Regions from separate parts of the Mus musculus genome. Here region 1 is linked to region 2. A link is a contact called in public HiChIP or PLAC-seq data. All regions are on one chromosome and are shown on one strand. The core of a region is the stretch at or near the end of the contact, and the rest is flanking DNA. Distances in the headings are between cores, read along the strand shown. Region 1 overlaps Dglucy (D-glutamate cyclase). Region 2 overlaps Rps6ka5 (ribosomal protein S6 kinase, polypeptide 5).

Region 1 (4,332 bases), core at 1,080-3,579, 180 kb after region 2:
TGAGCTGGTACTTACTGTGTGGTCAGCTTGAGTCTCCTGGTGCAGACCTCCCTTGGCTCATATACTCGGTGCCTTCACACTTAGCACATTCTGCCTAGGTGTCCTTCCCTTCTCATCCAACCTGTGGACTCCTACTTATGCCTTAAGACCCAACTCCTCCCCCTTCATGGGTCATAGCATTCCAACACTATGAAGAAACACCCAAGGCACACATCTTAAAGAAGGAAGGGTTTGTTTGGTTTGCTGGTTTGGAGGTCTCAGTCTATGGTTGAGTGGCTACAGCTTGGGCCTGTGGCAAAGCAGAACATTATAGCAGGGGAGATGGAGTGGAGCCAAGCTACTCAGGAAGCAGAGAGAGAGGATGGCGAAGTAACATCCTCATCTTAAAAGCGGATATACCCGATGACCTAACTTCCTCTTACTAGTTCCCACCTCTTAAAGGTGCATAGCTGCCACCACCACCACCACAAGCTGGGATGGTGCATTCAGTCTATGGGCCTCTAGGGGAGACTTGAGATCCAAAGTAGAGCAGTAGAGGAGGAGGGTGCCTCATTGCTCTGTGTTTCTCCCTATCCAGACACTTGCTGCTCCATGGAGCTGGTGTCTGAATGTGGAGTCACACCCTGGCCATCCCTACAACCCATCCCCTGGCACATGGCTGGAAAGGAGGAATAACCCAGCAATGATTTGGGGTGAACAGGGTTGAGGCTCGTACCACATAAGGCTTTCAGCCTCATGGGAGAGGACACCAAAGTTTCTCTGGGTCCAACAGCATCTCCCTGTTGCAGAAAGTCCACCATTGTTTTATTCTTGTGGGTCTGACTGGTCTCACATTGAGGTTCAGGAAATGGGATGGGGTGGGACCCACAGGTTATGCTATGCACACATTGATTCAGTGGTTCTGGTTTGGTCATGCTTCAGGAACACCAGCAAAGCCCCGACTTGAAAACCAAGCGCTCCCCAGTGTAGAGAGCTCTAGACGTGTCAGTATCAGAGAGTCCCTCCTCTGCCTTTTTCTCCTCCTCCTCCTCCTCCTTCTTTTAAAGATTTATTTATTTAATGTATATGAGTACACTGTAGCTGTCTTCAGATACACCAGAAGAGGACGTCAGCTCACATTGCAGATGGTTGTGAGCCACCATGTGGTTGCTGGGAATTGAACTCAGAATCTTTGGAAGAGCAGTCAGTGCTCTTAACCACTCTCCAGCCCCTCTCTGACCTTCTAATAAACACAGTATTGGCCGAGTGGGCACGGTGGTACACCCTGTGGAGGCAGAGGCAGATGAATCTCCATGAGTTTGGAGTCAGCCCAGTCTACAGAGCAAGTTCCAGAATAGCCAGGGCTGTTACATAAAGAAACCCTGTCTCTAAAAACAAAAACAAAAACAAAAAAAGCGCCTCAGGGGCCTGTGAGCACTTCTTTGTGTCCCTAGGACCATCTGTCCACAGTTGCAGAAATACAAGTTTGGCACCTGCACAGGCATCCTGACCTCACTGGAAGAGCACTCAGAACAACTAAAAGAAATGGTGACCTTCATCATAGACTGCAGCTTCTCCATAGAAGAGGCCTTGGAGCAGGCAGGGATCCCCAGAAGAGACCTAACAGGTCCCAGCCATGCAGGAGCATACAAGGTAAGGCCATGCCCCTGGGCAAAACAGCTTGAAAATGTGGATGGACTCTGTAGTTTCCGATGGTGGAGAGAATGTTGGTTCAGGGATCAGAAGCCCTAAGGTCAGCCCTAGCTCAGTCGCCCTCCCAGGTAAAACCATTACCCTCTGAGTCAGTCTCTCTCCCACCTGCCTCTGATATGGCTGTGCAATGTCAATCAAAGTCATTTGGACATTTGGAGAGAGAGAGAGGGCATGTATATATGAATGTATGTTCAGGCTAAAGGTCAACTAGTACTCTTCGGGAGCAGAACACATTGTTTTCTGCTAAGTTACACTTATTTGGGGAAGGGGTGATTTTGGTAGTGCAATGTTTGTGTGGAGATTGGATGGCAACTTATGGAAATCAGTTCTCTCCTTCTGCCTCTGCCTCGTGGGGCTTGGGAATCAAATTCAAGTCACCAGGCACGGCAGCAAGTGCCTTTATCTGATGAGTCTTTTCACTGGCCCCACCGTGGAGTTGGAGACAAGACCTCTTACTGGGATTCACTGATTAAGGGTAGGCTCTCTGCCAGAGAGCCCTGGGGATGCTCTTGTCTCTATCTCCCAGTGCTAGAATTACAAGCACAGGGTGTCACCATGGCCAGTTTTGATGTGAGCACAGAGTGTTAACGGCAGAAGGGTGGCCTCTCCTGGGACACGCCTGCTGTTAGGGACTGTCCCTGTGGCCGAGTTGATGCACTTCTCTTCCTGCTGAAACCAGTCACGTGGGGAAGAGTGGCGCCCTTCCTCCTCTGCCTCCTTCCCAGATGCTGTTGGGACAAGTCTGAGCACTCTGGCTGATCAGCAGTCTCCAGGCCTCCCTGTGCACAAGACCAGCCTCCAGACTTCCCTGCTCACAGTGGCTGGACTTTTTTCATCTTGAGCGCTGTTTGTCACAGTGTCCCTCCCCACTTTGACTCCTGCCAAAGAGGCTTGGACTGCGTCAGGTCCCTGCAGTTCTGTAGTAACCTTCGAGGCACAAAAGATTGGGTTGATGAGATTGGCTATACAGAGAAACCCTGTCTCGAAAAAACCAAAAAAAAAAAAAAAAAAAAAAAAAAGCTTTGTACAGAGGCACAGACGTCCATATATGTTCACCAAAGCCTGTCAATTATCCATGACACGTCACTGCCCCCTCTCCCCACAGCTGCCATACAGTTTTGTCTGTAACAACTCACCCCACTGCCCTTAGGCCCTGAGAGAGATGGCTCTTACAGCCACCTTGAATTTGACTGATGGCCTGGATAGATGGCCCATCCTAAACAGAGGTGTCTCAGTCCCCAGGAGCCCTGCCTGGCTTTGTGAGTGGCCTACATGTGCCTTTGCTCTGTCCCAGGTGCTGTCATACAGACACTGGGCTGGCAGCACAGCAGAGCCTCATCTTACAGTTGCCAGGGTGGTAACAGCCAGTTAAGTGGCAGCCAAGGTCGTCCCAGGGGATCCTGATCCTGGCTGCGTTCTAAGCCTGTCGTAAGCCCCACTGCAGGGGGAGAAGTATACCACCAGTGAAAGTCACCCAGGTCGCCCTGTGCAGAATCTTGGAAGGGAAGACCGGGGCATCCAGGGACAGGCTCATCCTGTGGGATCTAGAAGTAAATCAGGCAGCCGATGTTCCTGGCGCTGTTTGCTTGCTTTTGCCTGATTCTGTCAGAACTTCGCAGCTTCTTGAGGTCCATGGAGAAAGAACATTTAGAGACCCATGAGACTGGGCGAGGAAATTGTTTTTTGGTTTTTTGGGGTGTTTTGTTTTGTTTTGATTTTGAGACAGGGTTTCTCTGTAGCCCTGGCTGTCCTGGAACTCACTCTGTAGACCAGGCTGGCCTTGAACTCAGAAATCTGCCTGCCTCTGTCTCCCAAGTGCTGGGATTAAAGTCGTGAGCCACCATGCCCGCCACTGGGTGGGAAAATTGTGTGTGTGTGTGTGTGTGTGTGTGTGTGTGTGTGTGTGTTATAAACCTCGGCTGAAAGTTAGCATTTCCTTTGGTTCTGACTGTTGGCCACAAAGGGCTGTTGGATCAATATGTCCTGGAATGCTGAGGATGATAAAGTATCTCACAAATAGCATAACACAGTACAGTTCTTGAGAGTTTCAAAACACCCTGTATACTGATACTCCAGTAACAGATCTGCCATTCTGTCCTCCTAGCTGTTAGTGGGAAAGTATAATATTCTTTCTGGGGCTCTGGTAACTACATCTGGACATCAGAAATAGTAGTGGTTTCCTTTGGAACATTTGATTCTCTTCTCTTCCCGTCACCTTTTTGCTGCCCCGTCTGTGTGTTTGTTTTAAGGCAGTCTCTCACTGTGTTACCAGAATCACCTTAAAACTTTCCTTGCAGTCAAGGCTCAAACTCCCCATCTCCTTAGCCTCCCAGGTGCTGGGACAACAGGCAACACACCATCCTGAATTTTCTTTTATGTGGTGAAAACATTATTCTGTCCAGCTTAGATGTGTGCCAGACTGCCAAAGTGATGTTGACAGATTAATAAAGAAAAAAATGAATAAGGCTCCCCCCTCCTGCACCCTAGTTTTGAGTCTCTCACTGTCAACCAGGCTGCAACAGCTCCCTGGATCTCTTGCTTCTTGGACTGGAAGTGTTGCGGCTTTAATTTGAGTTGATTCCTGTATTTTCCCCCTATATTTTCACTATCAGACAACAGTGCCCTGTGCCACCATTGCTG
Region 2 (4,631 bases), core at 11-2,510:
AGAAGCTAAGTAAGAAGGAGAGCCCAAGGGAGGATGTTTGAATTTCACTCAGAAGGGGAAACAAAATAGACACTGGAGGTGGATGAAGGGAGGTTATTGGATGGGGTAGGGGGTGGGAGGAAGACAGGGTGGGGACCAGTTATGGGGCCAGGGCATACAGATGAAGACTGGGAAAGAGAACAAAAATCGTGTGTGGGGGGCATATCTGGGGCAAGCTGGAGATCTGAGACAGGGGACGTTCCAGGGAGTCTCTGGGGATGATCCTAGCTGAGACTCCTAGCAGCTAGAGATACAGAGACTGAAGTAGCCACCTCCTGTTGCCAGGTAGGACTTCCAGTAGAGGGAGGGGGCCACCAACCTACCCACAAAACCTTTGACCCAAAAATGTCCTGCCTACGAGATGAGCAGGGATAAAATGAAGCAGAGAGTGAGGGAATGGCCAACTTGAGACCCACCCAACTCCTGACACTATTAATGATACTCTGTTATGCTTGGAGACAGGAGCCTAGCATAACTGTCTTGTGAGACGCTTGAGACCCAGCGTCTGATGGAAGCACGTGCAGAGACCCACAGTCAAACATTAGGCAGAGCTTGGGAAGTCTTGTGTAAGAGTGAGGGGAAGGACTGAGGGAGATAGAGGGGTCAAGACCACCACAACAAGACCAACAGAATCAACTAGCCCAGGCCCATGGGGGCTCAGAGAAACTGAACCAACCTAAGAGTACGCATGGGCTAGACCTAGGCCTCCTACACATTTGTAGTAGACGTGAAGATTGATCTTCATGTGGGTCACCCAACAATTTAGGAGCAAGGGCTGTCTCTGACTCTGTTGCCTGCCTGTGGATCCCCTTCCCCTAGCTGGGCTGCCTTGTCTGGCCTTAGTGGAAGAAGATATGCTTAGTCCTGCTTCAACTTGATATGCCAGGGCAGGCTGGTACTCATGGGCTATCCTCCCCCTTCTCTGAAGAGAAGGGGAGGAAAGAAAGGGAGAAGGAGCATGGGACTGAGGTGGGACTAAGGGGAGAGGAAGGAGGGTGTCTTGGATTGGGATGTAAAGTGAATCAATTAAAAAAAAACAGAAAACACCAGAGGAAACAAACATATTCTTGTAGTCCACCTATAAATATATAAATTCTAAAAGAATTATAATTTTAATATAAAATGCCCTGCATAGACTCTTGTGTTGACTACTTAGTTGCTAACTGATGGTCTACTCTGGGAGGCAGTAGAGACTATCTGGAAGAAGTCTGCAGGTTATTACTACCTGGTTCCTTATTCTTTGCTTCCTGTTTGCTACGACATGATTGGTCTCTCTCATGTGCTCCCTCAACCATGATGTTCTTACTGACCCCCCCCCCAAAGGCCCAAAAATCAGCAAAGGCAAGGACTAGGGAATCAACAAAACCCAAAAACCTTGAAAAGTGACAACCAAGCGAACAACTGCTCCCTTTACATTGTTCTGGGAGGCATGTTAATCATAGCTCTTTAGTAACAAAGAAACAACTGTAATTGAAGGCATGCAAACTTTTAATTTTTATTCACATGCATTATTTTGAGTGAAGCATTCACAGGTCATAAAAGGTTAAGGGCAACTGTTTAGAAAGCCTCTGTCTCATGTCCTTCCTTAAGTCACTCAACCTGGGCATGCTACTCTCACTGGGATTTCAATGTGACAACTACTCTGAGACCCATTTCCTGTCACTCAATTTTTCTAATGCTCTTTAAAACTATACATTGCACAAGCCTCTTATTATTTAAGCTCACATCAAATGACTGCTTTTTTTTTTTTTTTAAGCAGCAGAAATTCTAAGGGACTTGCACTTAGAATTCTCGGGACTGGCATTCTCTCTAAGTGCACGGCATAATCAACGCCTGAGCCTACTTCACTCCCTGCTTCCCACCTGTCACAGACACTTGCTGCCTTACAGGGCTATGCTTTTTGTATATGCTGTTCTGTAGTTGCACTATCATTAAATATTACATAAACCAAGAAAGTGGATATGAAAAAATAGGCCAATTGTTCTGAACAGATAGTTAAAAGTAAGACACTTAAAAAAATGAACTTCTAATGTATTAGTTGTGGGTGAAATGACTGAAAGGCCAGGACAAAACTAAATCCAAGATGCCTCTGTAGTCGGATTACTTCAAATATGTCTAAGCTCTCATTACACCTGAAAGAATCTGACACTGTTACTTTTAGATGAATCAGTACAAACATGCCTTTTTAGCAAACTAAACCATTATGAGCCAGTTCTCAAAATCATATGTCTACAGCTAAACTTTGGCAACAAATGTATATGGGTAAATTTTAAGTGAAAAGTACTCCAAGAAATGCATATAACTCTCCTCCTTTAATGATTCCAGCCCTTTTGACAACCACAAGTCTCAATCTTGCCAAACAAGAGCCTGACTACTAACTAAAGGATCACACTACTGACAAAATGTAATCCTCTCCTTATTTTGGATTATTGGAATCTTTTAAACAGGGCCAGGCCCATCAATCCTTCAAGTTATGTTTGCCTTATCCATAACCTGATAAACACATCTTTTGTACTGTCATCTAACTTAAAAACAAAAACAAAAAACCACCCTTTGCATTCAAATACTCCATGCCACACTGCTCTCGACATTGACAGCATCTTTAGCATAGCCCAGAAGTTCTGAGCTAGGTGGCTCATGCCTCTCCCATCTGCTCCGCCCTGACACTGGCTTACTTCTGTGGACATTGGTTCAGTCCTTTTCTGACTTTCCAGACAAGCACATTTCTTCTTACTTTGCACTCTCATAATCCAAGGTATTTCTTTCATGAAAATGATCACAAATGTATTTTACATTTAATTCTATGATTATTTTACTGACTTTCCATTACTCAATGAAATGATAAAATCCCAGATGAGATATGACTTTATTTACTTTCTCACTAGCAATGAGCTCTGGAACTCACACATCATGGAAATGCAATGCTAAGTTCATGGGAAAAAAATGAACACCAGAAAAAGAGCTTTTCAGAGTGCTACCAAAATGTCTGTTAATGACTTTGACTTAAAGTTAAAACTGGGTCTTTAATAGAATAATCTTGTGACTTAGATCTGTAGCACAAAGCAATGGCTGGCCAACTCTTTTTCTTTTGGGAAGAACAATGGATTGTCGTGAAGTAATCTTTTAATTCTGGTGTTTTTTGTTTGTTTTTTAATTCTGGTGTTAAATCTGAGTTCCTGCTATATTCTATGATGAAAGTGAGTTCAGGAAACTTCACTGCCACCATAGTAGAACAGAAAATATTGTAACATAATAACATTACATGTAGCCTCTGCTTGTAATCTGCCACAACTGTGTAATCACAAGCCCTGGCCACACACCCTTCTCACATGCTATTCAACTTGGAAATAGAGATGCTTTTCCACAAGTGACAGGGCCTGGCACAAGCTCCACCTCTAAGACTCATCCACCTGCCCATGTCCACCTGCTTGCCTGCTGTCCTGTTGCTCTTAGGCTGCTGCGATAAAACACCCTGACACCGAAGTGGAAGAGAGAAAGGTCCACTCTGGCTCACACGTCAAAGCAGCCCATCATGGCGGGGAAGTCAGGCAGCAGGAGCTTGAAGCAGCTGGCCACCCTGCACTCACAGCCATCTTTCAGCTGAGTCTAGATTATCAAGTACAAAACTAGTTCTGATCATCACACCTGCTTAACCTCAGTCCTTCAACATAGCAGAACTGGAGCCAAAAAAGAAATATATTCCTTGAACTGAAATTTTCAGAGGTCACCTTTAAAAGTTAGGATCCTTACTGGATAGCTGCATCCCTCCTGTATGAACACAGCAAGTACCAGGGCCGTGACATGTTAGGCCGCTGTAAAGTCACTGCGGCTGGAAAGAATGTTTACAGAAGGGCTTCACATCAGCATACTGCAGTACGATTGTACAAAAAAGCAAGGTTCAGCTTAAAAAAAAAAGGCAATAAAATTTTGTACTTCTAAAGTACCACGGGGAAAATCCAGTAAGATTTTAGATCTACAAACCCTTCACTGTCCATCCTAGAAAAGGTCTAAAATCTACTATGCAGCACTACAGCCAAGATCTATGAAGAAAAGCTTTAGGAACTAGAAACCCTCTAAGATGCCTTAGCAAGAAGGGTGTTTAGCTCAATCCTTGGGGCCCACAAGAAAGGAGGAGAAAATGACTCCTTCAAATTGTCTCTGGCTTAGACAGAGGGTGCCACAGCATATGTTCACCTACCCACCCACCACTACACACAAATAAATATAACAAAAAAGGTAAAGACTTTAGTTACTTGAGGGTTAACCTGTCACGTTAGCACTTTCCTTATGTTATTATCTATGTGGGAGGAGCATGCGCAGGTCTTGATGTGTGTATGGAAGTCAGGGGCTGATCTGCAGTTCAGTTCTCTCCTTCCACCATGTGCTTCCTGAAGATTGAACCTGGGCTTGCAGCAACTGCCTTTATCCCCTAGCCACCTCGCCAGCCCTTCCAGTCACTTTATTATAATAATGATTTTAAATTTTATGTGTATGGGTGTTTTGCCTGCAAGTTTGTCTGTGTATCACGTGTGTGCCTGATGCCCATGGAGGCCAGAAGAGGGCATCAGATTTCTTGAAATTGGAGTTATAGA

What was found. HiChIP or PLAC-seq counts read pairs in DNA pulled down with a chosen protein or histone mark.
Region 1: a contact with region 2 is called in a RAD21 HiChIP or PLAC-seq map of pro-B cells, with 11 times the contacts expected there. The contact joins two enhancer-like sites. A contact is called at or near these places in 5 of 15 datasets of contacts at CTCF or cohesin (CD8 T cells, the NIH/3T3 cell line, embryonic stem cells and 2 more), 10 of 484 Hi-C or Micro-C datasets (B cells, CD8 T cells, the G1E-ER4 cell line and 5 more), 1 of 115 datasets of contacts at active chromatin or transcription factors (bone marrow-derived dendritic cells) and 3 of 9 other capture datasets (adipose tissue, liver and pancreatic islet).

What each region holds. Positions count from the first base shown.
Region 1 is chr12:100,837,067-100,841,398 of GRCm38.p6, forward strand. Dglucy (D-glutamate cyclase) reads left to right here. Exons shown (of 13, transcript NM_145448.5): 4 at 1,434-1,632; 5 at 4,305-4,332. Among named protein-coding and RNA genes, the nearest start is that of Gm36572, 54 kb to the right of the region's middle. Within about 2 kb of position 2,330, at least 77 of the 459 cell types and tissues checked have an H3K27ac peak or open chromatin away from gene starts, as enhancers often do. A contact at or near this core is called in B cells and pro-B cells, where this site is marked.
Region 2 is chr12:100,659,006-100,663,636 of GRCm38.p6, forward strand. The region is part of intron 2 of Rps6ka5 (ribosomal protein S6 kinase, polypeptide 5); the gene reads right to left. Among named protein-coding and RNA genes, the nearest start is that of Rps6ka5, 64 kb to the right of the region's middle. Within about 2 kb of position 1,261, at least 10 of the 459 cell types and tissues checked have an H3K27ac peak or open chromatin away from gene starts, as enhancers often do. A contact at or near this core is called in B cells and pro-B cells, where this site is marked.